5 separate regions of the Mus musculus genome follow, and all the other regions are linked to region 2. The links are chromatin contacts, called in public HiChIP or PLAC-seq and promoter capture Hi-C maps. All regions are on one chromosome and are shown on one strand. The core of a region is the stretch at or near the end of the contact, and the rest is flanking DNA. Distances in the headings are between cores, read along the strand shown.

Region 1 (5,569 bases), core at 1,298-3,797, 1.1 Mb after region 2:
TTGGGCTTTTGAAACCTCAAAGTCTAGCCCTGTGACATACCTCTTCCAACAAGAACACACCACTAAGCCTTCCTAAACAGTCTACCAACTGAGAACAAAATATTCAAAGACAATGCCTATGGGTGCAGGGTATTCTCGTTCAAACCAAATTCTACCCCCCACCCCACCCCTGCCCCCAAGCTCTGGATTACAGGCATGGACTAGCAGGTCCAGCTTTTTTTTGGTTTTGTGTTTTGTTTTTTTTCAGACAGGGTTTCTCTGTGTAGCCCTGGCTGTCCTGGAACTTACTCTGCAGACTAGGCTGGCCTCGAACTCAGAGATCTGCTTGTCTCTGCCTCCCAGGCACTGGGATTAAAGGCGTGTGCTGCCACTACCTGGCAAAGTATTTTAAAAATAATTTATGTGTGTGTGTGTGTGTACCACATTTGTGTAGTGCTCAAGTAGGACAGAAGAGAGTGTTATATTCTTTGGAGTTGGACTTTAAGAAAGTCCTGAGCCATCTGATGTAGGTGCTGGGAACCAATAGCAGCAAGATCTCTTAGTGGCTGAGCCATCTCCCCTAGCTCCAGAACCATGTGGTTTCTGGAGACAGACCTCACATCTGTGCAGCAAGAGCTTCCTTTCCTGCCTGAGCTGTCTCTCCATTCGGAAGAGTCGTCTGCTGGTCTCTGAGGCAAAGCTACTCACAACCAGTATGTATGCAGTTTGTTTGGGTTTTAGCTGTCTTGAGACAGGTTCTACCACAGGCTAACCCTTATTGTATAGCTCAGAGTGACCTCACCTTCTTATCCTCCCACCGAGTCTCTGCTGTCAGTCCTTTGTTCCAGCCAATCCTAGCTAGGCATTTATTTCCTGAGTTTGAATCACATTTGAGTGAGTATGCATTGCCAAAGTTATCTATTCAAAAGGGCAGAAGGAGTTCCAGGACAGCCAGGGCTATACAGAGAAACCCTGTCTCGAACACCCCCCCTTCCAAAAAAAAAAAAAAAAAAAAAAGGGCAGAAGGGAAAAACAAAAACTCTGTGCTACTTGTGCTTTCTTGAAAGCTTTAAATTATCCTCAATGTTTTAGTAAACAAATTAGACTGGGCTCCTGCCTGTAGGCCACTTGGGTGGTGGCAGCAACATTTCTGCACTCACTGTCTAAGATGCTTCCCCTGTCCTCATTGGACAAAATTCTTTACGTATTCATTGAACAGATACCAAGCGCCAACCAAATCAACAGGGGGTTTGTAATAAGTGTTAGATAAAGAGACCCTGGATAGAAGAACATCCCATTTCTACTCATCAGGGCCAGCCAGTTGGGAGTATGGAAGAGTGGACAGTGTTTCCTCAGAGGTTGGTAGGACAAACGTCAAGTAGGGCCAAGTCTGTCCTGAAGATTGAAACTCTGTGTTTGCTAAACTCAAGCATAGATGAAGTGAAAACTCTCCACCATCCAGAGTGCCAGCTTGGTCTCCCCTACGGGTTTGGAAATGATCTGTCTAAAGTGATCAACCTGTGCAGTTTGGCCAGCTTCTTTGATTTTGCCATAATCTAGGAATCATTCAGAGTCAGCGATATTCAACTTAGAATTAGTTTCCTAAGCATCTGCTATGTGCCAAACTCTAGGAATCCAAGAAAAAAAAAAAACGAGAGCCTCAGGGTTGATGAGGTGGCTCCGCGGTGTGGGTGTTTGCTGCCAGACCTGATAACCTGTTTGATTCCCGGGACCCATATGGTGGAAGTATATAACCAACTCTAGGGAGTTGTCCTCTGACTTTCACATGTATGTGGTGACACATTCTACACGCACACACTGAAACGAAGAATGGAAGGAAAGAATAGTAAATTGAGTTTCAAGTAGCTAGCTGCGGGTGACCTAGAACATGACCTTGAACTCCTGAACTTCCGTACAAACCCACTGCCCATACATATTGGCACAGTGGGGTGTAACTTTTTGTTCTGACGGAGGCAGGGGGTTCTGAAGTGAGACTCCCCCCTTTTCCTTCCCCTCAAGCATTCAAACATTCCTAAAGATCTCTTGCCTCAGCAGGCCCGGAAGCAATGATGGTCCCACGGTATTTCCTGTTACCCGGGTGAAAGAATGTGAAAGAGGACACCAGGCTTCTTTTGAGCAGTGTCATCAAACCGATCCTTGGCAAACTGATGGCCCATTCTGGAGCCTGGGACTCCCTGCAGCAAAGGCGGAGCCCTGCCGTACTAAGGGTCCTAGTACCAAGTAAGGTGCTCAATCTCAGTCAATGCAGCACACCACGACCCCACTTCGAGAGGGAGGGGGCTGCCAGTGCACCTCGACGGCTTGGGTAAGGTGTTGGAAGAGCCAAGTCCAAGTTTCTCCTCCGTCAGGTGGCAAAACCACACAGCGGGGGACTATAAGGCCGCACCTGCGCCGCGGTGGCGGTCCCACGCTTGCTAAAGGCCTGGGGCCCACGCCTTTGGAGGGCGGGGTCGCAACCTGGTCTTTTTGACGGACATCTGCCTGTGCCCAGGGCAGGCCCCCCTCGCGCCACGGCCACGCCCCCACTTCCGGCCGGACAGCGGTCACGTGCTTTGAGACCCCGCCTCACAGACGCTGCTTTCCCCCAACCTATCTCTCTCTCTCTCTCTCTCTCTCTCTCTGTCTCCCTCTGAGCTAGCAGTGCCTTCCCTTCGCTTCCCTTCCGCCGGAAGTGGGGCGACTTTCCCTTTCCGGCTACGGGTCCCGGAGCGGAGTGGGAGGCCGGACCGGGGGAGCCGAGCGACGGCGGTGGCGGTGGGCTTGGCTATGGCGGAGCTGGTGCAGGGGCAGAGCGCTCCGGTGGGCATGAAGGCTGAGGGCTTTGTGGATGCCCTGCACCGGGTCCGGCAGGTACGGGCGCGGGAGGCCGGGGGCGGGAGGCCGCTGCGCCGACGCCTCCGGTGGGCGCCTAGGGCCGCGAGTCGCGGGAGGCCCGGGCGGTTCCCTCGGGAGCTCCGGGGCCAGAGGAAGCTTTTGCCAAGCGCTCCTGGCGCCCGCGCGCCCGACTGCACCCAGCGGCCTGCTCTCCATGATTCAGATCCCAGCAGGTCCTGGTTGTAGACCCCAGGCATCCATCTCACGCCCTGGACGTGGCTTCTGCAGCTTTGGGAAACCTCGCCTTCCACTTAATGCATTTCAAGCATATTGGAAGAAATTCGAGGATATTTTATATTTGAAATTCTCTATTTTGCAGAGAGAAGGGGAGGTGTTAAGTGGGTGGTCCTCGAGAGTTCCTTCTGGCGATTAGTCTTAACTCTACTGGGAAGAGTGTGGGATGGACTCGTTCGGACCGTGAAACTACCATCTGGCAATATTGTGCGTTTTGTCAGTGAAACTGGCTTTTTAGAGGACTTAGGCTTCTCTGAATGAATATGGGACCTCTCTGGCTCCTGGCATGGTGCCTAGTACAAAATTGTCCTTGTATTTTGCCTGAAACTTAGTGACAAGTTACCCCGACGCTCAAACTTTCCTCTATCCAGTGATGTTTATCTTCTCTGACTTTGTCAACTCTCTGGTTCTTTGAAAGTCGGGCTGTGTAACTAATGACGGTTTGGTTCCTAGTAGAATACCTGCCACAGGACTCATTGTTGGGAGAGTTTGACCGGTCACGTGAAAATGGGGTCTTTTCATCACTTTCCAGTAGTCCTTCGAGGAAACCCTACCTGTCTCCCCTATACTTTGCATATTAATACTGATGGTTCTGTAGACATTGTTTTATAACCTACCACAAATGTTGGACTCACCCAAAAGTTTCTCTGGTGGGTTGTTACTGCCTAGTTGGAGCAGTGAGTATCCAATAGTGTGATGATACTTCAGTTACTCCATGATTGTAATGGATGACCTTGCGCCCAGCTCCGCATCCACCGCTCTGCTCATGGGCATGGTTTTCCTTTGCTGGACAAGACCCTGAACCCTGTTTTTCACTAGTTGGTAAGATGTACTGGATCTCTCTCAATGCTAGAGTGTCAGAGCCATCTTGTTGGCTTTCTTCGACCACTAACAATTACAGTCGCTGCTTTAGGAAGCTCAGGGCCTCCTTAGTTGAATGTAAAATAAATTTGTTTTTTTGTTTTTGTTTTTGTTTGTTTGTTTTGTTTTTTTTTTCTTCCGAGAAGGTCTTTCTATGCAGTCCTGGCCGTTCTGGAATTCACTCTGTAGACCAGGCTGGCCTCAGACTCGGACATCTGTTTCTGCCTCCTGAGTATTGGGGGGTTGGAGGCTTTTTGCACTGCTACCCAGCTTATGAGAATTATTTATTTATTTTCCAAGCAGAGTTTATTTTTGTAACCCTCGCTGTCTTGGAGCTAGCTCTGTAGATCAGGCTAACCTTGAACTCTCAGGGATCCACCTGCCTCTGCCTGCCTCTGCCATCCTAGTGAAGTTTTAAGGATTGCTGAGACTTGCTTGGGGAGGTGGGGGTGGAGATACCTTCTGTTAAATCTGCCCTAACTTGGAGTGAGGAAAAGGAAATATTCCTTTGGGTTTCTTTTTGTTTGTTTTTGTTTTTTCTCTGTGTAACCCTGGCTGTCCTGGAACTCACTCTGTAGACCAGGCTGGCCTTGAACTCAGAAATCCGCCTGCCTCTGCCTCCCGAGTGCTGGGATTAAAAGCGTGCGCCACCACCGCCCGGCTTCTTTGGGTTTCTTATTTATGAAGTACACCACTACCTTAAGTGGTAATGAGCCCATTAGAGATTGGTGTGTTGCTTCTTAGTGGCAACAGCTAGAAGTCCATACTACCATTGAGAAATGATTTGAAGGGAATTAAAAAGAAAAAGTCTGGCAAAGTGGTGTACACCTTTACATCCCAGCACTTAGAGGCAGAACAGAAAAATCTCGGTGAGTTGCAGGTCAGCCAGGTCTACTACAGAGCAGGTTCTAGGTTCTCTGGGGCTGCCAGAGCTACACGATAAGACATTGTCTCAAAAAGCAAAGTCAAACAAACAAGCAAAAGTTTGTTGATAATTTTAGGGTTATTTAGGTAGATCTCGTTGGTCAAGGCTGGAAACTTAGAAATCTGCATTGTAGAGCTCTACTCTTCCAGAGGACCTGGGTTGGATTCTCAGCACCCGCATGATGGCTCCAGTTCCAGCTTCTGCAGGCTCTGTACAACAGGTTCTGAATAGACATACATGAATGCACCTACACACAGATCTTTTTTTAAAAACCTGCTAGAAAGATGGCTCAGCGGTTAAGAGCATTGCATGCTCTTCTAGAGGTCCTTAGTTCAATTCATAGCAACCACATGGTGGCTCACAACCATGTAATGGAATCTGATACTCTCTTCTAGCATACACACAGAACACTCATACATAAGTAAAAAAATTTTTTAAAAATTCAAAATCTGCATGTGATAAAGCTTAGTAAAGAAGACCCTGTTTGAGTATCTGGATAGTCAGGGTTCTGTGTCTCCATTACATATAGAGTGCTCCCAAGATGAACCTCTCTCACCCCCAGTAAATGGCAATAAGATATTTGTTTTGTCTTGTTTGTGCTAGGCATGGAACCCAGGGCCTTGTACATGCTAAGCAAGCCCTTCAACCCACAGTGGAAAAAACTTGAGGTCTCAT
Region 2 (5,172 bases), core at 451-2,950:
CACGTGGCAGGCTCCTCGCTAAACACCACTGCAATCAGTACAATAAAAAGGGGGGGAAAAGAGTAAGAGAAACACAAAGCATACTTAAATAGGCGCTTTTTCTCTGCAAAAATAAAGTCCAAGATTTTTAGATTTTTTTTTTTTATTTTACAATTTATAAAACATCAGCCTCTGCTCGTCCCCAGCTCAGCCCCGAGTGGCCAGGACCCGCTCGCTCCCTATCGCCCCTTGGCCGAGTCTTTGTCTGGCCCCAGCCCCGCGGGGCCCAGGGTCCCCATGCCCTCGGGGGTCCCTAGAAGGCGACAATGGCTCGAGTCCAGGCGCCGAGGCTGGCGAGCGCCTGCTTGGCGCACAGCTGCCCGTTGAGCGGCGGCGGCTGCTCCGAGGAGTCCGGCTGTCGGCTCACCAGCCCCGAGAAGCCCGAGCCAAAGATGGAGATCAAGTTTGAGATGTTGGACGCGTCCGGGGACGAGTCCGGGCAGAAGTCCTCGAAGCGGGCGCGCTTACAGGGGGCGAATGGGGTACCCCCGGGGGGCTCGGCTCCCAGGTCGCCCGCGTCCTCTTCGTCGTCCTCTTCCTCCTGGCCAGGGTAATACTTGCGCTTGCAACCAGCGGCGGACGCCAGACCGGGTCCCGGAGCGCCCTGGCCACAGCAGGGGCAGTGGGCGGAGGCGCAGCAGTCCTGGTGCAAGTAGCCGTTTTCTACCGTGGTCACCACGTGAGTGTCCAGGTCCAGCACGGTGGTCTGGCTGCTGCAGTGCACGCCGAAGTCCGAGGGGGCCGGGTACGCGCCCCGGTAGAAGCCAGTGGATGAGGAAGGGGCTGTAGAGGCGGGCGGAGAGGAGGCAGCGACGGTCGAAGGGGCAGCCCCCGGAAGCACCGAGGGCGCAGAGCAAGCGGCCGGGACGCGAGGGTCCCGCGGGCAGAGCGCGGCGGGCGCGGGCGGCGGCAGCGGCGCGGGACCCGGCTGCAGCGGCTCCAAGTGCTGCCCGCGGTGGGGCGCGCCGTGCGGCGGCTGGAGCGCAGCGCACCCGGGCAGCTCCGAGAGCGCCCCCGCGCAGCCCGCGGGCGCCCCGGCCACCGCCACCGGCGCCGCCGCCGTGCAGCCCCTGGGCGCCGGGTGTTGGTGTTGGTGCAGCTGCTGCTGGAGGTGCAGCTGGTGAAGCTGGTGGAGCTGGTGCAGCTGGTGCCGGGCAACCGGCTCGCGCGCCTCCGCGTCCCCGCCGCCGCCAAGTTGGAGCGGGCCGAAGTCGGCCGCGCTGGCCGGCATTCCGGGCGCCGCGTAAGCGAGGTGCTGGTGCTGGTGGTGGGGCGGCTGCTGTTGCTGCTGCTGCTGCTGGCGCCGGTAGAGCTCGGCGTAACGCTCGCTCAGGTAGAGCTGGCGCGCGTTGCGGAGCACGTAGGACACCAGGAGGTTCTTGTGCAGCTTGATGCCGCCGCGCTGGGTCCGGGAGCTGTGGATCTTGCGCAGGGAGATGCTGATCAGGCTCTGGGCGTCCAGGGCGCACTCCATGCTCCCGCGGAGACGCGGGCGGCGGAGCAGCCGCCTCTGGTGCTGCGAATGCTGCTCCTTGCGTGTGTCTCCAGTTGGTCGCCCGGGCGAGCCAGGCACAGGGAACCGAGCCCGGGTCGGCGGGTCGGCGACACTCCGAGAGAAGTCGCCACCATGCGTTGCGCGCCACCCGCAGGCTCACGCTCCCCAGACGGCGCCAAAGCAATGAGCCTCCGCCGGCCCCGGCCCCAACTATTTAGCTGGGCAGCAGCGCCCCGCCCCACTGTAGATTAGCCAATAGAAGCGTGTAGAGCCTTCCGACTGACAGCCACTGCCCTCCCCGGGACCACTTGACTGGCCAATCAGACCAAGGCGGTTCCTTTGTGCTATTCAAATAACGAACGGACCCCGGGCCTCCAACGCCGCCGTTGCCTCGAATGTTCTCCTGGGGCCGCGGCACCTCGTGGGACTAGGAGCCTCCGAGGTAGTCTCTCTCAGCTTTGGGTCGCCTCTTGGGAGCCACGTCGAAATTCGTAGCTTTCCTGGACGTGGCTCCTGCGAGCTGGGGGTCGGCTCACCTGAGCGCAGCGGAGATGGCTCCGCCCCCTTCCGCATGGTTGGGCCTCACCTGCGGCAGGTGCGCGCGGTTCCCCCGCTTCGAGCCACGCGGCGCCTCCTCTTTTCCACCTGCCACGGCCGGGGGCAACCTGGGCGAGCTGAGCCTTCTTCCAAGAAAAGCTGAGTGGGGGGCGCACCTGAGAACTAGAGTGCTGTCTTGGAAGAGAGGGTTTGGGGCCTGATTACCTGATGTGTTAGCCCAGGGGCCTCTGGGAATGGTCACGGAAGGGCCTCTCTTTCTGTTTGACTCAAATCCCAGTGATTTTTGATCTCTAGTAGAGAAGCTTTGTGATCGTGAGACTGCCTGGGTGGGGGGTGGGGGTGGGGGTTTGGGCTATGAACCCGCCCCAAGCTTCCTCCTCTTTTGGGAGACCTCTTCTTTCCTGACTTAATATCAATGACAATAGAAGCCCTAAGTGCCTAGCTTGGATCTCTTACCAGAAAAGTCTGAATTTCTCCCTTTAAGGTTCTTGGAGGCCAAGCTTGAGACCGCTTGAGTGGAGCAACCTGTTAAGTTTTGGTCCTTACCCTGAGCCCCAGGAGTACCCAGGCCAAGGACTTCTCCACTTTTAGATTCTTATTCTGAGTTATCTACTGACCAATTGAGGACAGAGAGCAGAAAAGAGAGAAGATGCCTGAGAGTCCCCTTGTACTGAGAAGCTTAAAGAGAGTAAGAGGGCAAGGGTGGGTGTGGGGGGCCCAAGATGCCAGCCGCAAGCCTCATCCACCGCGTTTAAGGTTCCTTTTAGTACTTAGGTCAGAAAATTGGCCCAGGCAGAGTCCAGGGCTGGGCCCTTGAGTGGGACTGGGGGATGGGGGGGGGGGAGTGGGGCTCTTCTGAAACCCTCTGTCTTTGGACCCTCTCAGCAACTCTGCCCCTTGGCCAATGTCTCAAGAAAACCACTCACCAATTGTTTCTGTAAGTGGTGGCAAGTGTCAAAAGCGGGGGACAGTTTGCTCAGGTTTTCAGATGAGGAGGCGTAGTCACTAGCTCCAAAGAGGCTTTGTCTAAGACCACAGGCTCTGGGCACAGTGCTCTGCTCCGTCCGCACCATCTGGGGACATGTAACTGTTAGAACAGCTCTTCTCACCCTGTGTCAGCAAGGCCAGGATTACGTTGTGGGGCTGAGGCTGGAACCTCAGAACAAGCACACGTGGTGGCATTGGGGATGTAACCTCATGCATCCTGGGGGTATAAAGCCGTATCTCTGCCCACCTGAATATCTCAGAAGCTTACAGGTTCAGGAAGGGAGCGGGATGCTCCTACAGCCAGGAGGACTGAGCTGGAACTGGGGGAGTCTGCGGCTCACAATGGATGCTGTCTTTTCCCAGTATTTAGTGAAGAAACTTGAGACTTGAAAGAGGTGGTGGCGGGATTTGAACCGAGTTCTGTAGGTGCCTGGAAATATGTTAGTGGGGCCGAGTACACTTCCTCAGGCCTAGCTCCTGATGAATGATGTAATGCCCCTGCCCCATCCATCCATCCATCCATCCACCCATCTATTTATTTATTTTTTCCAAGTGCCCCAGGACCAGAGTTCTCCAGAGCTCCTGTGGAGGCAAATATCATTCTTGGTTCCATACATTCATAGTCATTCTTAGCGCTGTGACATAGAAGATAGCTCTAAGGACCAGCCTGGGAATCAGAGTGGGAATAGAAGTGGGTGGTGGACTAGGAAATCAGGTCCCTCTTTTGGGCTTGGTATTCCCCCCTCCCCCATCCCTTCCCCAGCCACCACTAAAGGTGAAGTTCTTTTCAGTGGGAATGATGAAGTCTCACGCTCTGAGGCAGTTGAGCCACCACTGAGCCACACCCCCAGGTACCAAGGTGAGTGTTGAACTAACTCTAAGGCCCTTTCACTTGTGTGTGTGATTATGTGTGTGTGAGCACTGGGGATGGGATTGGTGAGGGGTGCAGACAGGCAAAGTGTGGCCACTTTGGGGGGGCTCTGTGTAGCCCCATGGGGGGGGGAATCTTCTTTGCAGCCTGTTCTCAGTCTTCCTTCCTTCTCAAGTGCGGGCTCTGGGGTCAGCAAGCTGAGCAGTTGTTTGGCTTAATAAAACCCCTTGATCTTTTTTGAGGTAGCTTTGGGCAGGGGAGCTGCTGCAGATGTTTCAGAAAACCTCCCACTGAAGGAGGCAAAGGACAAAGGACAGCTGAACTATGTGTGTGTGTGTGTGTGTGGCATGTCCTGGGGGAGGTGTGGCTGTGGGGGGGCACCTGGTAAGGATTTATAAATATGGATGGAGTGGGGTCAGCTGCATTCAGACCTCTGCTTGTGCACACAATGATTTGGCAGAATGCTACAGAGACCATTCAAGACTCTGTGTGTGTGTGTGTGTGTGTGTGTGTGTGTGTGTACATATGTGTGTGCACACGTGTGCTTCTGTGTGCATGCATGTATTCCTGTGAATGAGCAGGGCCCTCAGCCACCACCTTGTAGAGGGGAGCAGTGCACGAGGCAAGGTTTCTAGAGATCACCTGAGTGAGGTTGGGGTGCTCGCCTTTCTTCCTTGCCAACACAGGTAGATTACATCTGGTCTGAGTAACCATTCCCTAGAGGAAGTTAATTAATGCCTCAATATTTACCAAGTGTCTGCTGGGATGGCGGCTCAGAGCAGGGCATGGATCACTGGGGACCTGGGTTCCATTCAAACCCCAGGCAATGCCAGCCCCAGGTGGGTCAGTGCTCTTATGCCCTGTGAGTACCCAGAAGCTGCATACACCAGATCTCAGGGCATTTAGGAAGGTACCTGGCCAGAGATGGGATTTAACCTTTGGGGCTTTGGAATAGTTTTAGGGGAGATGCCCGGGTGAAAAGCATCTTGGGGGTGTTGTGCTTTGAGTTTGGGGGTGCAGTGAGTAGGGGGGACTTCTTAGGTTTGTTTATATGCTTACTCTCCTGAGAGAGGCTTTCATAACCTTTGCCTGGAGGCCATGGAAGTGTAAGGAAGAACAAGACACAGTTGTCCCCTGCAGTGAAGGAAAGAGATGGACTCTCACAGAGCAGACACAGGAGGCCCAGGAAGCTCCTTGTGATAAAACCAAGACCTTAAGACCA
Region 3 (5,931 bases), core at 2,498-4,997, 1.8 Mb after region 2:
TAAATTAAAACCCTTTTTTTGTATTATTAAATATTTATGTGTAACTATGTGTTTGTAGGGGTATGTGCACAGGAGAGAAGATGCCTGTGGAGGCCAGAGGCACTATAGTTCCCTAAAGCTAGAGTTCTGGGAGGCTGTGAGCCACCTGTGTGGTGCTGGAAAGTGAGCTCAGGACCTCACAGATCACTATTAACCACATCCAGGGTCTTCACTCACTGTCCACACTTTGAGACAGGGCTTCTCTGAACTTGGAGCTCACTGATTGGCTAGACAGCTGGCCAGCAGGACCTGGGGGCTGCTGTCTCTACTTTAATGCTTGGATTACAGGTATGTTTTGTGTTTCTGCATCCAGTTTTTGCCCGGGTTCATGTGAACTTATGTGGGTCTGTTTGTAGCAAGCACTTTCCCAGAGCTATCTTTCCAATTTCTCCTGGTGTTTCACCTCACTTCTTGTCACCTGACATGTTGCTCAGTTCATTTCTATGTTCACACCACTGTTACCTTGGTAAATTCCAAGGAGACAGGGACTTTGTGTTTGTCCACTGCTGACACCACAGAACCTGTAACAGTAGCTGGGCACAGTAAATAGTCATCCAATCAAAGATCCAACAACTAATTAGAAGTCTAAAAAAAGCTCTGAGCAATGTGTTAATGAGGAAGTGTCTAGAATTGCTAGAGCCAGAAGTGGAAGGTAAGGCTTCCTGACACAGGGAAGCTTCAAAGGGTGAGTGGGTGTCAGCTGGGCCAGCAGTAGTAATGAAGCATGCATGCTAGCCTGAAAAGTTCTTTTTAGCTTCTGCTGCTACTCACATAAATCTCAATCCTTAGCTCTGAAAAAAAAAAAAATTCAGAACAAGCCCCTATGAGGAAAACTGAAAACTTGGGCATTACTAAAAAGCATTCTTACTAGATTTAAGGAGTTAAAAGGCAACCGAGACACACTCAGGTGAGGGAATGAGTGAGCTTCCAAAGGAGGCTTGAATTTGTATTTTTATTTATTTATTTATTTTGGGTAGGCTCTTACTATGTAGCCCTGGCTGTCTTTGTAACTCACTATGTAGACCAGGCTAGTTTCAAACTCACTGAAATTCACCTGCTCCTGCCTCAGCATCCCAAGATCACCTGGTATTATTAAAACCAAGTGCCACCACTCCTGACCAGGGCTCATGTCTAAACGACAGTCACATACAGACTTCTGAAGTCAAAGGTTTGCCAAGCAACTTTAACGTAATTACAAGGTTCCTGATCACCTGCTTGACAGGTTTAAGGTGAATAATTAGAACCCTCAGCCTCAAGGATGTAGAAAATTAGGTTATTTTTCTTACCGTAAACAAAGTTAATGTCTTATGAGATTCCTAGAAAACTCTTGGGTGAGGAGGGAGGCTCAAGCCACCGTCTGGCCTTAAGTCTAGCCTACTGCTACCTTAACAATACCTATTCAAAAATATTTCCTTCTAAAGAAATATTAGGAGGCCAAAGAAACAACTTAGCTGGTACCAAGTCTAATGGCCTGGGTTCGATCACTGGACTCACACTCTCAAAAGCTGTGCTTTGACCTCCATATGTACTCTGTGACTTTCCAGTGCCCACAAAAACTAAGTACATTTTAAAATGTAATTTTAAATTATTCTAATTCCCTGGTGATGGAGAGATGGCTCACTGGTTAAGAGCACTGACTAGCCGGGCAGTGGCGGCGCACGCCTTTAATCCAAGCACTTGGGAGGCAGAGGCAGGCAGATTTCTGAGTTCAAGGCCAGCCTGGTCTACAGAATGAGTTCCAGGACAGCCAGGGCTATACAGAGAAACCCTGTCTCAAAAAACAAAACAAAACAAAAAAAAAGAGGTCTTGAGTTCAGTTCCCAGCAATGGTAGCTCACAAGCATCTGTAATGAGATCCGATGCCCTCTTCTGGTGTGTCTGAAGTCAGCTACAGTGTACTCATATACATAAAATAAATAATTTTTAAAAAATTAAAATCAATTATTAAAAAAAAAAAAAGCCAAGGCCTTTATTCTCAGTACTGGGAGGCTGAGGCAAGCACAACTCTAAGTTCAAGGACAGCCCTGACTCAATAAAACCAAGTAATAGTAATTTTAAAAAGAATACTTACTGTTTTTTATGTTGGCATCCTCTGCAGCAAATATTGTGCTGGGATCCCTGATTCTAAAATCAAGGTGGTACTGCAGGCTGGAAGAGATGCCCGTCTGCCTCCCGAGTGCTGGGATAAACGCCTGCACCGGCATTGCTTTGCTTACTGTGCTCTTTTTTCTCCGAGTCCCCATAATTTATCCTGGCTCTCTAGCATTTTGAGTTGCTAAGGCAGGAGGATGAAGAGTATTAAACTAGTGTGGGACCACAAAAGGGCATCCTTGAATACAGCCTGAGTCTGGGACCAGCCTGCCTCCATCTGAGGCTTAAAAGCCATCTTATTAAGTACAAAATACACTCAATCCTCTTTATGATTAAACCTGCTTCTCAAGGAATTGGGCTATGCCCCACCTAAAACCTTAACTTCAAATGGTTCTGCATGGCCTGTTACAGGGATGGCAGTCTTGTCTTTGTTCCAAAAAGTTGTTTATAACCATCTTGCAACCCCACCTTTGTTTCAAAAGGAAGACCTTGTTCTGCCCATCTTGCAATCATGTCTTTGAGGAGGTCATTTGGACTAACGGGTATGCTTATGTTCTGCCTCTGTAACCCCACCAAGTCCCCATTTAGAAACCCCCTACCCCTGAACTCTAAAAAGCCTTGTCGTCCTCAATCCGAGGCTGACTTTTCGAGCTCCGCCTTAGGGACCCGTTTACACGAATTAAAATGTTTGCTTTAACCAACTGTTTGCTTTGAGTTGGCCACTATGATTTGGGTCTTTCTCCTCTAATCTTTGGTATTGACAACTGTCTCAAAGGGAAGGGGTATAAAAAAAAAAGAAATTACTAAAAAGAAGCGAATCATCTAAAAGAGTACTTTAAAAATTCATCTTTTGAGGATGAGAAATGAATAACTTTGAGTTTTGGGGGTGGCATTGGGAGTGGTCAGCATAAAGATGCACATATTTCTTGACTGGGGAACCATGCAGGGACTGGTGGCAGGCTGGGTGAGGGGACAAAGCAACGAGCAAGAGCGGTTGGAGAAGCGTAGGCATCGGGCAGGTAGGACTGGGAGGGGAGGAACCCATGTCTGAGAAAGGAAAGAGAAGGAGTGGAATTAGGAAAGGGCTAAGCTTGGAGGCGACCGGCGGGTGCTGGGATGCAGAGGGGTGGGGCTGATATACTCACCGGTGATCGGTAGCCGCCATGGTAAAGTCGGCTGAATTCTGACTCACCCCTGGGGAGGAACCCGAGAAAAAGGCTGATGAGGATGGGGTTACCGAGGGGGCGCGGGAGCCGCAGCTGCAAGAGGTTGGGTCGGGACCCAGCTACTGGGATGGGGTGGGGGTCTTTGGGGTCGGGGTGCGCATCGTGGGAAGGGGAAAGTGTGGAGAACGGGTTACGGAGAGGCCTGGTGAGGAGGCGTGAGGGGTCGGGCAAGGGCTGGAAAACGAAGCGCGGCGCGCTCCTCACCCACCTCCTGAACCCTAAGGTCCGGGGCACCCGGAGTGGGGTGGGCTTAAACTCGGAAGGGTCCAGGGTTGGGGTTAAACGGCTGCTTCAGGGAACTAGAAACCGACGACGGAGACCACCAACCGCCCCACGTCAGGCTGCGCACGCACCAAGTTAAAGCGGTTCCGCCCCTGCTTCCCATAGGCCGCTGTGAGGGGTCATGGCTGCGCGCGCAGCTCTCGTCGTTAACTCCACCCGTCGCTCAGGCCTCGCGACCGCGTGGCCACGCCTCCCTGTCGTTCATCGTTCTCATCAGCCAATGGGCTTGGAGAAGGTAGGTCACGCTGGGTTTCCGAGCGTCCAAGGGGCGCTCTGCACCCGCCTTCTCTGGCCCTTGTAGAGAAGCCGTAGCTTCCGGAAGCAGTTTCGCGGTGGCTGCCGGGATCGTGGTGATGTGGCCCCCCCGCTTCCCCCCTCCCCGCCCCGGGATGTCGGAAGAAACCAGGCAGAGCAAATTGGCTGCGGCCAAGAAAAAGGTAAAGCGCTCCGGGTCGCGGCCCCTTGACCCCACCCGAGCTCCTCCAACGGCAGGACCCATGACCAGAGTCCGAGTCTTTCCCGAGACACACGGGTAGAAGAACCCCTCAGCGCCCTGGGCTCCCCCAGTGAAGTCTTCTCAGCCAGCCCCGCCCCCTCAGCAACCCAGCCCCCGCCCTCTCAGTCGCCCCTAGGTGACTTTGGTCAGTGACACAGGGTCTCTTAGCCCCCGGCTCCGGACGCTCCAATCCAGACCTCCCAGGGCACCTGTCTCCAAGGTCCTCGGTCCTGGCCCTGTAGGCGACTCGGGCGTTGGTAGTATGGAGTGGAATGTAGTTACGTCACAGTCCCCCCTCGAAACTGTCATTACTACTCCGAGTCTGGTTTGGATTGCTCCACCTGCTCACCTAATGTTGTTGCCCCTTTTCCCGTTTCTCTGGTGGAGAACCCATTTCCACCTGGAAGGGAGCCCAAGTGTGGAATCTAGTGCGGAGACGCTGTAGGCGCCCGCATTCCCTTAACTTAGCATTAGTGTGAGCACAACACTGTCAGCACCCCTTGCTGACATGGATTGGTTTGGTTTGGATTTGGTTGTCTGCTCTCTAGAGAGACTGTAATCTCTCTGGAGCAAAACGCATGTTATAGTGTTGATCAGTGTCTTGGGGAACTGAACTTAACTTAAAATTCAGCCAGAATGTCTTTTCCAACTGGGGTGGTGAGAAGCACGGGATGCGGGTGAGGCATCTCACGGGAAACATCACTTTCCCATGCTTCTTTTGAGAGAAAAAAACCATAAAAGTCTGGTTTGGCATTTTCATAGATTTGTAGAGACTTCTCTCTGCGATGACAAGGGCTGTGCCCTTTCTGTTCCCATGTTCACTAAAGCCGTGGCTTCACGGTTTCTGCCCTTCTGTCATGTTGTAAACTTAGGAAGCAGGTTTAGGAAGTACTGCGGTGTACCTTTAGTATGTGTTGCTAAAACGGCCCCAGTGGAGTTAGGAGTGGAGCTGAGTTGTTAGGGTGTTTGTTTAGTATATACAAGGGCCTGTTCAGTACTCAGCGTAGTTTGCAAGAGTGGTGGCCTACCATGTATGAGGCTCTGGCTTGGATCCTGCAATGGCATTAGCTGGGCAGAGCAATGCATGCCTCTAATTTCCAAGACTGGAGGTAGAGGCAGAAGGATCAGGCCTTCAAGGTTATTTTTGTCTATATATGGAATTTGAGACCAGCTTGGTATATGGCATACCCAATATTGGGGCTGGAGAGAGGTTCAGCAGGTAAAAGCACTTGTTGCTCTTGCAGAGGACCTGGGTATAGCTCCCTTCACCCACAAGTCAGCTAACAACTATCTCAGCTAACTCCCTGGCTAGATGTTGTATATTATGCCCTCTTCTGGCCAATTAGGTTACTGCATGTACATGATGTACAGACATACATGTAAGCAAAAACAAACAACTACCCTCATATACATACAATCTTTTTAAAAATTAAATTAGATTTTGTGTTTGTTTTTGAGACAAGGTCTGTGTATTCCTGGCTGGCCCTGAACTCAGATATGCCTTTCTCTACCTGCCTAGTACTGGGTGAAAGGTGTAGGCCACCAAACCCAGCAATCCTGGTTTGTTTGTTTTCTTTTTTGAAGGGAAGCTGTATATATATGACTCAGTATTAGAATGCTGGGCTCTCATGCATAATGCTCCAGGTTCAGTCCCCAGCACTGCAACAACAACAAAGAAACCATTGATGTACTGGGCAGTGGTGGTGCACGCCTTTAATCCCAGCACTCGGGAGGCAGAGGCAGGTGGATTTCTGAGTTCGAGGCCAGTCTGGTCTACAGAGTGAGTTCCAGGACAGC
Region 4 (5,734 bases), core at 1,938-4,437, 1.9 Mb after region 2:
CCATCTCTCCAGCCTCCCTTTGCTCTTTTGCCCTTCATTGTTATGGGTATTGTTATGGGATTAAGTAGCACAGACCCTGAGAAGTGGGGGCATGTATTTATTCAGCAGAAAGGGGACGCCATTGGTGGTGTTAAGACAGGTGGATGGGGAGTGCTGGCCAAATAAGAAGAGGCTCCAGATGCTCCTTGGTATGGTGGCTGGTGGGGCAGCCAGGTGGCTCTCTGGCAACAGGAAAGATGGAGTGGCAGACAGACAGGCAGCGCCTGAACCATTGGGTCTCTGCGCATCCCAGTCAGCCACACTCACCACCCATTCAGTTGTCAATGCATTGGTCTGTAGGAGAGAAAGCTCATCAGAACAGAGCAGAGGGAGACATGTGGGTGATCTCGGCTGCCTGGGCCTTTTTTGATGGCTGGGGCAGCAGAGCGACCTCTGTGGAGCCGACAGTGTGAAAGAGAGGCATCAAGGGTTGCTGTGGGGGAGTGGTGGCTACCTAGCCTCTCACCGGATGGCTCTGTGTAGCCCAGAGTCTTCTACCCAAGTCACTTGAAAGCAAAATGTCTCTCAAGCTATGGGATAGGGGTAGGCCCAGGACCAGGCCCAAGGTTCAGGGTTTGGAGAGGAACTAGCCCTTGGAAGAGGTGGGAGGCTTGGGGTGACAAGAATGAGGAAGCTTGGACAGGAATCTGGACTCCTCATCAGGGCAAGTCCTGACTGAGATCGCTGAGGACTGTCACAGAGTCTCCCAGACCTCAAAGTGGATCCCGATGGCTAGAGCAGGGGATTAAGTCTTTCCTTCCCCTGGCAGGTCAGTACCAGCTTGGACAGTTCCCACATCCCTTCCCTGTCTCCTCAACTGGCCATTACCGGTGGGGACAGAGAAGATGATGTTGTCGTCCTTGAGGCCCAGAGACTTGGCAAAGCGGGTGAAACGTTCCTTCAGTTCAGGGGACAGCTCCTTGGTTCTTCCTGCAACCAAGATTGCCAGAGAGCAGCCACAGGTCACTCCATAGGTTTGACTGGACTAGCAAACAAACCCTCCCTCAGACTTGTTATCTGTGGAGGTCTGCAGAAGACCACTCCTTGAAGGGGGCTGAAGCTGAGACTGGGGTGTAACCTGAAGTTGAATCCCTAAGGGTCACGCAAGAACTCACCATACAGGGTAATTTTGAAGTATTGCTTGTTTTCAGAAGTCTTTCGGAAAAATACCATGGCGAACTGGTTGTAGTCCGTGGTGGCCACTTGCACATTGTAGCTCTGTACCTGAGGATACCCTGAAGGCGTGGAGAACAAGGGATGGGTTCTGTCTGTCCAAACTAAGAGTTCTCCCCAGCTTTCAGAGTGGCTTTCCCCATAATAAAATATGAGTGGAGGGACAAGGACCCCACCGGATTCAGGACTCACTGTGCATATTTCCCAGAGTGAACTGGCCAGCCCTGGAGCTTGGAACAAATGTTCTGATCCAGTAGCGACAGCCCTGGTCCTGGTCCCTGTGGGAGAGAGATGAGAGTGAACAGGGATATGACATAGGCTGGAGTGTCCTTTGGACTAGAGCAGGTGGGACTAGCATTCTGATGTCGCCCACCCCTGTTCCTCCAACCCATAATAGCCTGCCACCAAACCTGGCAGGAGGCCCCGCCCACCCATCTTAGATGCACCTAGGCCTTTTGAGTCTGCCCTGCCTGGTCCTGCTAAGACCTTTCTCCCCATTCTTTCTCTGCTCCATCTCTACGGCCTCTCTTGGTTAATCCTGAGCAGCCAGCCTACTACAAGTTAAGCACTATGCCCCCAACCCTTTAACCAAATGTGAAATTTCCCTAAGTCCCGTTCAATCCCCTGCCACAAATAGCTGAGCCCCCACCCCCAAACCTGCCATTCACCTGCCCTTTGCTCCTCAGATATTTTGCTCCAACTCCAGCCCACCTATCTGCCAGAGGCAGTTATCATATGCAGGTGGTGGCCCTGGCTCTCCTCTGCAGGCGCAACCCTCCATCCCCCACACACCTCCCCCACTGACTGCCTGCCCTCTCCTTCACTATTCTTTCCACTCTCCCTTGCTCCAATTAAGCCACAGTTCTCCTTGCAGAAGCCCCTGACCAAGCCTTGGCACAGGGTGAAATGCCCCGGGGCTATTCCACTCAACAGAGGAGTAACCAGTGCTCCTAACCACTGAGCCTTCTCCCCAGTCCTTCCACCTAAATTTTGAGAGAAGGTGAGCTCAATGATTGGATTACATTGGCTGCCCAGCAAGTCCTAGGGCTCCTGACCCCTCCTCCCCAGGACTAGGTACCACACCCGGCTCCTTGATGCTTATTCCTGGGAACCGAACTCAGAATCTCCTGCTTATGTGGCATCTCCCTAGCTTCTCCCTCTTGTTTTCTGTGGCTTGTGTGTCCTTCTCACTTTGACAGAAGTCAGGAATGGGAGAAGAAAAGAGCAAGAAACCACCCAGTTCCGGGCTGTGACAGGGCTTCACCTGACCAGGATGGAGGTGACATTGTAGCTATTGTTCTCTTGTAGCTCATAGATGGTGCTGTACATCGTAAAGCTGCCTTCTGTTTTTTTCTGGACCGCATTGCCTGCCAGGCCCACAACGTACCACCTGCCCCGGAACTGCAAGAAATGAGAGGTAGAGCCAGGGATGGCCTCGCAGGCCGCTCCTCCTGCTCTGTTCCTCTGGGTACCTTCAGGCACCCCAGCTGGAGGGCAGCAGAGCCCCAGACTCTGTCTGTCTAGAGATACTGGCAGGAGTTAGCCTCTTCCAAGGCTAGACAAGATCCTAGATGGAGTTAACCCTGAGTTAGCAGGATGGGGTGGTTTTGGGCAAGGGGTTACTGTCAGAGTGGCTATCTGAGCAGCATGAGATGTGGCATCCCCTAGGACACAGAATGATCATGTGTAGAAGCCTGGACACTGGCCTCCCAGAGTCCTAGCCATCCTACCCAGCGCTGCCCGTGAAACCTTTGGCTTCTCCTCCCATCTGCCCTGTTTCCCCAGCCTCTCCTGCAGCAGCCCTTCAGGGTCCTACCTGATCGCTCCGGAAGTCTGGCTGCAGGGGGACAGTGAGCAGAGATGGGGCAGGGATCAAGTTCTGAGTTGAGTCCTGGGCCTGGCTCTGCAGGACCCCAAGCAGGGCAAGGCCCAGACACATGACACTCAGGGCCATGGTTTCCACAGCTACTAGGTCTGATGTGTGCTGGAGGAGGAAGAGCAGAGAGTGAGGAGGACTCCCCAGCGGGCTTTTTATGGGCCTACCTGGCTGCCAGCCCCCCTGTTGGGCGGGGTAGTCCATCCTTTACCAAGTCCAGGAAGCCATGAAGTAATTGCCAGTACATTCTGTTGAAATACTTGGCAAGATTTCTGTCCCTCTCTCCCCCAGGTCGGAACTGTGCAAGGTTGAGCAACAGGAAGGGCTGCAGGGGACAGAGGGGGACCAGAGGGACATTCCCAGGGCTTTGGATTCTGGCAGGCACAGGGCACTGCTTGTGGGTCAGCAGCTCAGATCTGGACTGCCTGTCCACTCCCATAACCCTGTAGGAGTCCTAGAGGGTCAGAAACAGGATAGTGAGTATAGTACAGGCTTCCCCCACCCCTACCCCCTGCCTCCTACCCCACACCCACACCTGCTGTAAGCCAAAGCCATCTGAACACCAGACCCTGTGCAGCTTCCTTGTCTGGGGAAGGGTGAGCAAGCTGAGAGTGAATGTTTTAGACAGGGAAGAACAGGACACCCTGTTCTGAGCCTGCCAAGCTCAGCCTTGGTCCTGGCACAGGGTGAGGCGTCCAAAAGATTATCCTGGAAGTGTCCAATACCTTGAGCCCCTTCACTTTCCCATGACCCCACTGCCATTTACAGGAACAGACAGGGCAGCAGCTGAACTCTCAGGGACTCACCCTCTCCTGTGCCACGTAGTCCTTAGATGTGGCTGCTTTCATTTTTTTTTTTCTTTTTTCTTTCTCTTTTTTTTTCAAGACAGGGTTTCTCTGTATAGCCCTGGCTGTCCTGGAATTCACTTTGTAGACCAGGCTGGTCTCGAACTCAGAAATCTGCCTGCCTCTGCCTCCCGAGTGCTGGGATTAAAGGTGTGCACCCCCACGCCCTTGTGGCTGCTTTCAAAGGTAAGGACTGCAACCTCGGTGTCATCTTAGCACGGAGGATAAGGGGATCACTTGGGGGAGCAGGAGCCCTTGGGGAAAGTGGGTGTGTCTCCACACTGCCCTGTGTACTCCAGTTACTTTGGGCAGAAGCAAGTTTCTACCTTCTCCTTAAGTCATCCTCCCTTGAGAAGGCATCCCTCTGTCCCTGGCCATAACCTTGAGCAGGGGAACCTAGTGGCCCGGCTTCAGGGCTCTCCCTCCCCCAGTTGATTCGAGCTTAGTCCTGGAGAAAGCCCTTTCCTCCCTCACTGGGGCCTGGCCGACATCAATTGAAGGTAGTGATGGATCCCAGATGCTATACTGTGCCGTTTCCCGCCCCCCAGGTGGCCTACTCAGGATCTGCTTCTGAACATCTGACCTGAAGCTGGACTGAAGTCCTCTGGCCCTGGGCAGGACCAAAGGGGCCATTGATTTACCTGTTTGCTGCTCCTGACCTCTCCCTCTCCACTGCTGCCTAGCTCTGGGGAGGTTAGTCACAGGGAAAGCTTAGAGGGGGACCTTAAGCTGATAAGTAGGCTACAGCCTCACACAACCCACACCTAGGATGTAGCCTTCTCTCTCCCCCATACCAGAGAGACTACAACACTAGAATCTGTCCCCTCAGGTCCCTATATGATGAAAGAGCAGGAAGTAAAGCTAAGCCAAGCTGTGGGGATGATGTGGCCACCAGAGCCTGTCACTCTTGAGGCACGGGTGACCTCTCCACCCTTCTAGCTCAGCACTAGGAGATCCACCCCTTCTACTCTTTGTGACCTTAAAAGGTATCCGTGAGCTGGGGATGTAGCTCTCTGGTGTTTTATCCAGCACATGGGAGACCCCAAGTTCTATCTCCAACAGTACAAAGAAACAACCTTCCAACTAAACACATATTAGTTTAAAAGGTCTCCTTGAAAGCTGTGTCGCCTTTGAACCCAACACTCAGGGCAGAGGCAAAGGATCTCTGTGACTTCAAGGCCAGGCCAGCCTGGTCTACATTGGGAGTTTGCAGCAAGCAAGCCAAAGGCTTGTAGACCTTTGACTTAAAACAAACAAATATAGGACTGGAGAGATGGCTCAGTGATTAAGAGGCCTGACTGCTCTTCCAGAGGCCCTGAGTTCAAGTCCCAGCAACCACATGGTGGTTCACAACCATCTGTAATGGGATTAGATGCCCTCTTCTGTTGTGTCTGAAGACAGTGACAGTGTACTCATATAAATAAAAAAAATAAATCATTAAAAAAAAAAAAATATATATATAAGCCAGGCAGTGGTGGTGCATGCCTTTAATCCCAGGACTTGGAGATAGGGACAGGCGAATTTCTGAGTTCGAGGCTGGCCTGGTCTACAGAGTGAGTTCCAAGACAGCCAGGGCTACACAGAGAAGCCCTGTCTCGAAAAACAAAACAAAACAAACAAACAAACAAACAAAACCAACAACAAAAAAAAGATACTCCTGAGTCTTTGGTGACTGTTGGGTGTAGACAGAGCCCCCCAATTTTTAGTCAGGAAAAACAGAGACCAGAATCTCATAGAAGCTGGACAGGCAGAATATTCTAGACTCTGAAAAGCAGGGGGCAGAGTGACCAATGAAACTGGA
Region 5 (5,629 bases), core at 348-2,847, 1.5 Mb after region 2:
TCCGGTAGGGGGGCTCCTCAGGCAGAGAGGTAAACAGCCCAAAACAAGAGCTTCAAGAGCTCCCTGAAACTGAGCGGATTCCCCAGGCCCCTTCCTGCCGGCCTCAGCAGAACCCAGCTGCAAGAAGACTCTTAGACAAGTAGAGTTGCCTGCTGGTTAGACTAACTGATGCCCCGGGAAAGGAGACTCTCCATCCAACCTGTCACACTGTCTGTAGACCATGCGGCGGGCTCCAGGTTCCCAGTTTTGTGAGCTGTCATCCATGCTAGGGGGTGGACTTTGGCAACACAGCTGTCTGTGAGTCATTTCTGTTTCTGTAAGTTAACTCTTCACCCATATTCTTGTAAATAACCCTAATAAAGCTTACTGGGTCACCAAGCTGGACTTGGGTGATATCTGTAATTGGATCTCTCGTGGGTTCCTAAACTGGGGTGAGTAAACGTGTGTGTTGTATCTCCTCAGGAAAAGTTGGTCACACAACAACAGCTAACCCAGCTAGCTGGGACCATGGGCAGCCTGTGACCAGAGCAATAGGGCCCTGTTCTGAGTCCAGTTCCTGCCCGAGCTTTCAGAGGGAACACGACCATGCAGGCTTTGAACTCCCAAGCCCTTGTGGGCCTACCTTCTACAGTGCAGTCCCTGCTCCTGTTTCTCCTATTCTGCTGCTTAGGGAGCTTGTGTCAAGTGCCCAGCTTCAGATGAATGAATGAATGCATAGTGGGAGGAACCTAAGAGCAGGAGCCCTGCCTCGCAAGCATCTTTCCTCCCATTAGCCCCATAGCATTCTATCTGGACCACTGGACTCCCCTGTGTGAGCTTGGCTACCCGTCCCCACAGTCAGCTGGTCCCAGGATCCCAATCTAAGGAGTGTAGACTTGAAATAAGTCAGGGGAACAGGGATTCCTGGATCCCATGGTTAGGGCAATCCTGATCTGTGCCTGTGTCCACAATGTAACAATGGAGGGAGACCCTGTCTCTAGAAAGGGTCTCTAGTCTGTTCAGGTTGGACACTGGAATTCATGATCTCTTTCTTTACAAGTTCCTAGTTCTTGCATGCCCACCCTGGCTTCTCCTCAAGTCACAGGCTGCTTCTTTACCACCCTAGAGGACTCGTGTCCCAGCTTCAGCTTCCAGACTTTTCTATCTAGTAGGCATACCGGTACTACTTTGTAGTTAGGGGAAATGACACACAAAGACCAAGTGTCAGGTACACCGTATTTGCACCAACACACGTATTTATCTAAAATATCGGTGTTATCGTGGCACTGCCGGGCAAAGGTGACAGTGAGGTGACAGCCTCTATTGGCACTTGATCTTCACAACCAGCTCTGCAAAGTTCTTAGTGAGATGTGATATTGTCTCTTCTGGTGATGGGGAAAGAGGGCGTTCCCATCTTGCATTTTCCGCGTCCTCCAGCAGAGGGGCGGCGGCGGGCTAAGCGTCCGGCTAAACAGCGGGCTTTGATGCCCCGGGTGCGCGCGGCAGCGGGGAGGGGGGCAGGAGGCGGGCCGCCGGAGGGGCGGGGTGTGTCCGGCCGCGAGGTCCCTCCGCCCCTGGGTCCCGTCGCCACACGCTGCCGAAGGTCTGGACCAGACGACTTTTCCTCCCTGTTGTCCCTGGCCTTGTCCGGAGTCGGGCTCATACCATGTCGGTCGCACTCAGCAACAGGTTCCAAGGTAGGCGCCTGCTGTCCCCGCGCTATCCCGCGCCGGACGTCCCTGGGTCGCCACCTGTGTGCGCTGTGCGGCGCGCGCGGGAACTCGGAGGGGGCGCGTGGCCCGGTTGGTACCCTAGCTTCCCCGCCGACTCTTTGTCTCCCGCAGGAGGGAAGGCGTTCGGTTTGCTCAAAGCCCGGCAGGAGAAGAGGCTCGAGGAGATCAATCGGGTAAGCCGCGTCACTGTGTGGGACAGCGTGTGGGTCCCATGTGCCGCACTGTGCCACCCCTTCCCCCCAGACAAAATCAGCCCCTTCCTCCCCTACCCCTGGCCTTCTGCAATTGCATCCCTGGCCCCTGCTGTGTGGCCTCCAACTCCAGGTAAGTCCATTCCACCCCTTAGTTCTCTGCCTGGCGTCTCCAGTTGCAAGTTGTAACTCTCGACCAGGGAGGTGGGGCGGGTGAGGGAGCCGGCTGGGGACCACCTAAGGGGTTTGGCGCCAGGAGAGACCCCAGGGCCAGTGCTGTCTCCATAGACCCGCAGAACTTAACACTAGGAGCTGGCTAATGCTGGCATTTCCTTGTTGCCTCCCACCTCCAACTCTAACACACAGCTCTTTGCACCAGCTTTTAGAAAAGTTGCCCAAGGGACTGTTTTTTTCTTCTATGCTGGTCCTGGTCCTGGGGAAGTTCTAGAAAGAAATCCTTCCGCTGCTGCCAGAGACACAATAGCAGCTCCGTACGTTTGCTACTGAGCGTGTAGATCCCAGGAGATAAGAAACGGTGTCAGGGCCTCCTGGATTGGCAAAGCACAGAGGTGGCACAGCCTGAGGCTTTAGGGTTCCCAGGATCTGTGTTCAGATGTGACTGGTGTCTCAGTAAGAGCTTCTCGCTTCCTGCAGGGTCACTTTGTGGGCTCAGGAAAGTAAGGAGCCTACATCTTCTGGGGTCCAGCGCTAGGGAGACAGCCCGCGAAGTTAGTTTCTCTCTCTCTCTCTCTCTCTCTCTCTCTCTCTCTCTCTCTCTCTCTCTCTTTCTCTCTCTCTCTTTTCCTCTACAGTGGAGACTGAACTTAAGATTTTCTCCATGCTAGACACTCTACCCTAGAGTTATTAGTACATTGGGGCTGAGGTATGCCAATTGATATAAGGGGAGGCATTTCTTCTTATTTGCCCCTTTGGTCCCTGGACACCCAGAGTGACAAACTCCAGGCCCCTGTCGAGGAGCTAGCTGGTAGGGTTAGCACACTAGAGGTAACTGGAGGTCGTTGGAGATGCCAGGGCTGTGGTCCTGTTGAAGTGTTTCGACCTAATTCCTTTATTTCCATGGACTGTCTAGACCCAGATAGGTGTCTCTTCCCGTCCACCAGCTCCAGGAGTCCCTGTAGGGCTCTGGGGCCTCTTACTAGGACCCTTCCCTTTTCCCTTGGGGCTTGTCATAGAGCATGGTCTTGGGGGACCCGTGTGCATATAGCTGGGCTCAGATCCCAGGCCTGATGGACTTCTCCAAGACGCCTCAGTGCTACCCCAGCCTTGGCTGCTTTTGCTTTCTGGACAGGAACCTGGGACCCTGACCTCATACAGCCCCCGGGGCCATTTTGTTAGGAAGGTTCTGAGCTAGCTGGCTCCACCCACAGCCAATGGGACCCTAAGCCAGAGACAGCTGGATATGGACATTAATTAGATGACCTTAGTAGAAGAGTCAGAAGAGTGGAGATTTGGGGCTTTCTGTTCTTGGGGACGTACGCAGGTGAAGGCTTGGGATGAGAGCTGTTGGAACAGGTGGCTCAAAAAGGGGCGTGGCAGTACTGATGCTGCAGAAAGTGGGCTAGGGGGAGCTGTGATCTAACCACTGCAGGTCTTCAAACACCCAGAGAGGGCAAGCAGCTGAGCCAAGGCCACACGGGAGCCACTGCTGCAGCTTGCTCTTTTCTGTGCTGTGGATGCTGTTTTGAGATCTTCCACGTGAGCTTGAGCTGCCATTGGGCCGGAGTATAATCCAGAGCGTAGGTCCCTAGGGGAGTAAGCTGGACCATGCAGCTGCTCCCGCATCACAGCAGGCCATGGTGACTACACTGGCATTAGAGCCAGGAGGCAGGCAGCCAAGCACTGGCTCTGTGAGTTCCATCGACCTGCTTCCTTCACCCCTCTGAGCCTCCTTTGCCAGCAAGAGATAATAGTAGTGATTTTTTTTTAAAAGCCAGACGCTGTGTGTGAAACGCACAGAGTTGGCGGCTGTCATGAGCATCGTCATTTGTTTGTGTGAGGGTTTCAGGTATAGGGAGTAGGCGTGGAGGTGTGCCAGGGACATACCAGCTGGGCATGCCCCTTTGGAGGACGGTAGACTCAGAGTGGCTCCACTTGAAGGTCCCAGCCTGGTTGACCCATGGCCATGGCTGTAATGACAGATCCAATTGTCTTCCATCGGAGTACACCTTCTCTGCCCTACCTGGTGTGTGAATTCTAGGGTGATGGGCTAGGCTGGGCTGAGCAGTGCCTGCTGTCCCCATAGAGGCAGGAAACCATACAGGACATGACTTTGTGACTCACTGCATGGGGGTTTTGTGACCAGCCACCTGTTGTGCCCATGAGCATGGAAACCACCGGCTGCTGTCTGGCCCAGCTCTGGGAAGACTTTCTGGACCAATACTCCAATTCTCCTTGGGGCTTTCCCTCTCCTGTGAGGAGGCTGTTTGTGAGCAGCAAGGTCGCTTAATCTTAGCCATTGCTATCATAAGAGAGACAAAGTTGAATCCTCTGGTGGAGCTGGAGGACCCTGAGGGGGAAAGGAGGCAGGAGGGCTGCACATACTACAGCTTTTTAGGGGTTCATTCTAGTTTCTTCTTTATAAATTGTTTTTTAAAAATCCCATTATGCTATTCATGTATACGTGTGTGTGTGTGTGTGTGTGTGTGTGTGTGTGTGTGTGTGTGACACAACACAGGCTGTATGTGAAGGTATGTTTGCAGGAACTGGTTTCCCCCTTCTATCGTGGGTCCCAGGGACTGAACTCAGATCAGCAGGTTTAGCAGGCAGGTCCCTTAACCTCTTAAGCCATCTCAAGAGCCCCATTTTGGTTTCTACGATTATTTTCTGGCCCCTTGTGGGTGCTGGTTCTGCACCAGGCATGCTGAATGCTCCCCGTTAACATTGTGGGGTGTAAGTACTGTTATTCCCATTTCACAGACTAGCCGGCTCAGGGAAGTTGAGTTAATTGCCTGAGGTTAAACAGCCACAATTTACCCAGAGGTGGTGGTGAATGCTTGTCATCAAAGCAGCGTAGGAGGCTTGAGCAGGAGAGGTTGTGAGTTCCAAGGCCTGCCTGGGCTACAGAGGGAAACCTTGAATCAAACCAAACAAGACGAGGAGCCAGCCACAGTGGGACTCAGATTTCATATGTGTACGTGTTTGCTTCAGCGCTGTGCTTCAGTGGCCCCTTTCGTGGACACCCAGCCCCCCTCCCACACTGTGTGGTGTGTATGTGTCAGCACCACTGGAGCAAACTGGACCAGGCAAGTGCCTCCTACTCCCTCCACATAGCTGGCATTCCCCACGCCCTGATGGCATGGTAGGTGACCCCAGGCCAGCCAGGCCCAGCCTTATATGGCAATAGAAGAAATTTCCTCTATCTTCCCATAGGAACCGAGAGAAGCTGCGGGGCTGGGCTGGCTACCCCTCGGAGTGCTTGTGGCCTGGGGCTGGGGGGTGGGCTACAGCTTGAGCCTGTGACTGGCTGGGATCTTTGCACACACAAGGATGTGAGCATGATGATGCTCCATGCCTGGTGCTCACTATGCATCGGCTCACAGATTCGCCTCAATGGAGCACTCTATCACGCTTGTGCCAGGCATGCAGAGAGAACCCTGAATGTCCTTCAGGGGCAAGGATGATAATACCCATCATAATGACGAGGAAATGGCCTCCCCAGACTACTCGGCCAAGGAAAGAGCAGAGGCAGGATTCAGATGAGGTCTG

What was found. Promoter capture Hi-C pulls out the DNA fragments that hold promoters and counts their contacts. HiChIP or PLAC-seq counts read pairs in DNA pulled down with a chosen protein or histone mark.
Region 1: a promoter capture Hi-C map of liver shows a contact between it and region 2, with 3 times the contacts expected there. The contact joins the promoter of Fubp3 here to the promoter of Ier5l in region 2. A contact is called at or near these places in 2 of 39 promoter capture datasets (both in liver) and 1 of 484 Hi-C or Micro-C datasets (B cells).
Region 3: a contact with region 2 is called in a promoter capture Hi-C map of liver, with 5 times the contacts expected there. The contact joins the promoter of Swi5 here to the promoter of Ier5l in region 2. A contact is called at or near these places in 2 of 39 promoter capture datasets (liver and pre-B cells).
Region 4: a contact with region 2 is called in a promoter capture Hi-C map of pre-B cells, with 3 times the contacts expected there. The contact joins the promoter of Lcn2 here to the promoter of Ier5l in region 2. A contact is called at or near these places in 3 of 39 promoter capture datasets (liver and pre-B cells).
Region 5: an H3K4me3 HiChIP or PLAC-seq map of embryonic stem cells shows a contact between it and region 2, with 5 read pairs. The contact joins the promoter of Aif1l here to the promoter of Ier5l in region 2. A contact is called at or near these places in 2 of 39 promoter capture datasets (both in liver) and 2 of 115 datasets of contacts at active chromatin or transcription factors (embryonic forebrain and embryonic stem cells).

What each region holds. Positions count from the first base shown.
Region 1 is chr2:31,570,104-31,575,672 of GRCm38.p6, forward strand. It overlaps Fubp3 (far upstream element (FUSE) binding protein 3), which reads left to right and starts at 2,548. Exons shown (of 18, transcript NM_001033389.4): 1 at 2,548-2,850. The coding sequence starts at 2,767.
Region 2 is chr2:30,472,499-30,477,670 of GRCm38.p6, forward strand. Ier5l (immediate early response 5-like) reads right to left here and starts at 1,701. Exons shown (of 1, transcript NM_030244.3): 1 at 133-1,701. The coding sequence starts at 1,513. The coding sequence ends at 293. Gm31291 (a long non-coding RNA gene) reads left to right here and starts at 1,810. Exons shown (of 7, transcript XR_003954013.1): 1 at 1,810-1,976; 2 at 2,577-2,780; 3 at 3,871-3,938.
Region 3 is chr2:32,284,322-32,290,252 of GRCm38.p6, forward strand. It overlaps Swi5 (SWI5 recombination repair homolog (yeast)), which reads right to left and starts at 3,748. Exons shown (of 5, transcript NM_175190.5): 1 at 3,565-3,748; 2 at 3,276-3,324. It overlaps Golga2 (golgi autoantigen, golgin subfamily a, 2), which reads left to right and starts at 4,005. Exons shown (of 26, transcript NM_001080968.2): 1 at 4,005-4,075. The coding sequence starts at 4,028.
Region 4 is chr2:32,384,552-32,390,285 of GRCm38.p6, forward strand. Lcn2 (lipocalin 2) reads right to left here and starts at 3,188. Exons shown (of 6, transcript NM_008491.1): 1 at 3,029-3,188; 2 at 2,477-2,613; 3 at 1,405-1,490; 4 at 1,155-1,274; 5 at 868-969; 6 at 86-333. The coding sequence starts at 3,166. The coding sequence ends at 314.
Region 5 is chr2:31,948,706-31,954,334 of GRCm38.p6, forward strand. Aif1l (allograft inflammatory factor 1-like) reads left to right here and starts at 1,598. Exons shown (of 6, transcript NM_145144.1): 1 at 1,598-1,676; 2 at 1,824-1,885. The coding sequence starts at 1,646. Lamc3 (laminin gamma 3) reads left to right here. Exons shown (of 28, transcript NM_011836.4): 28 at 1-378.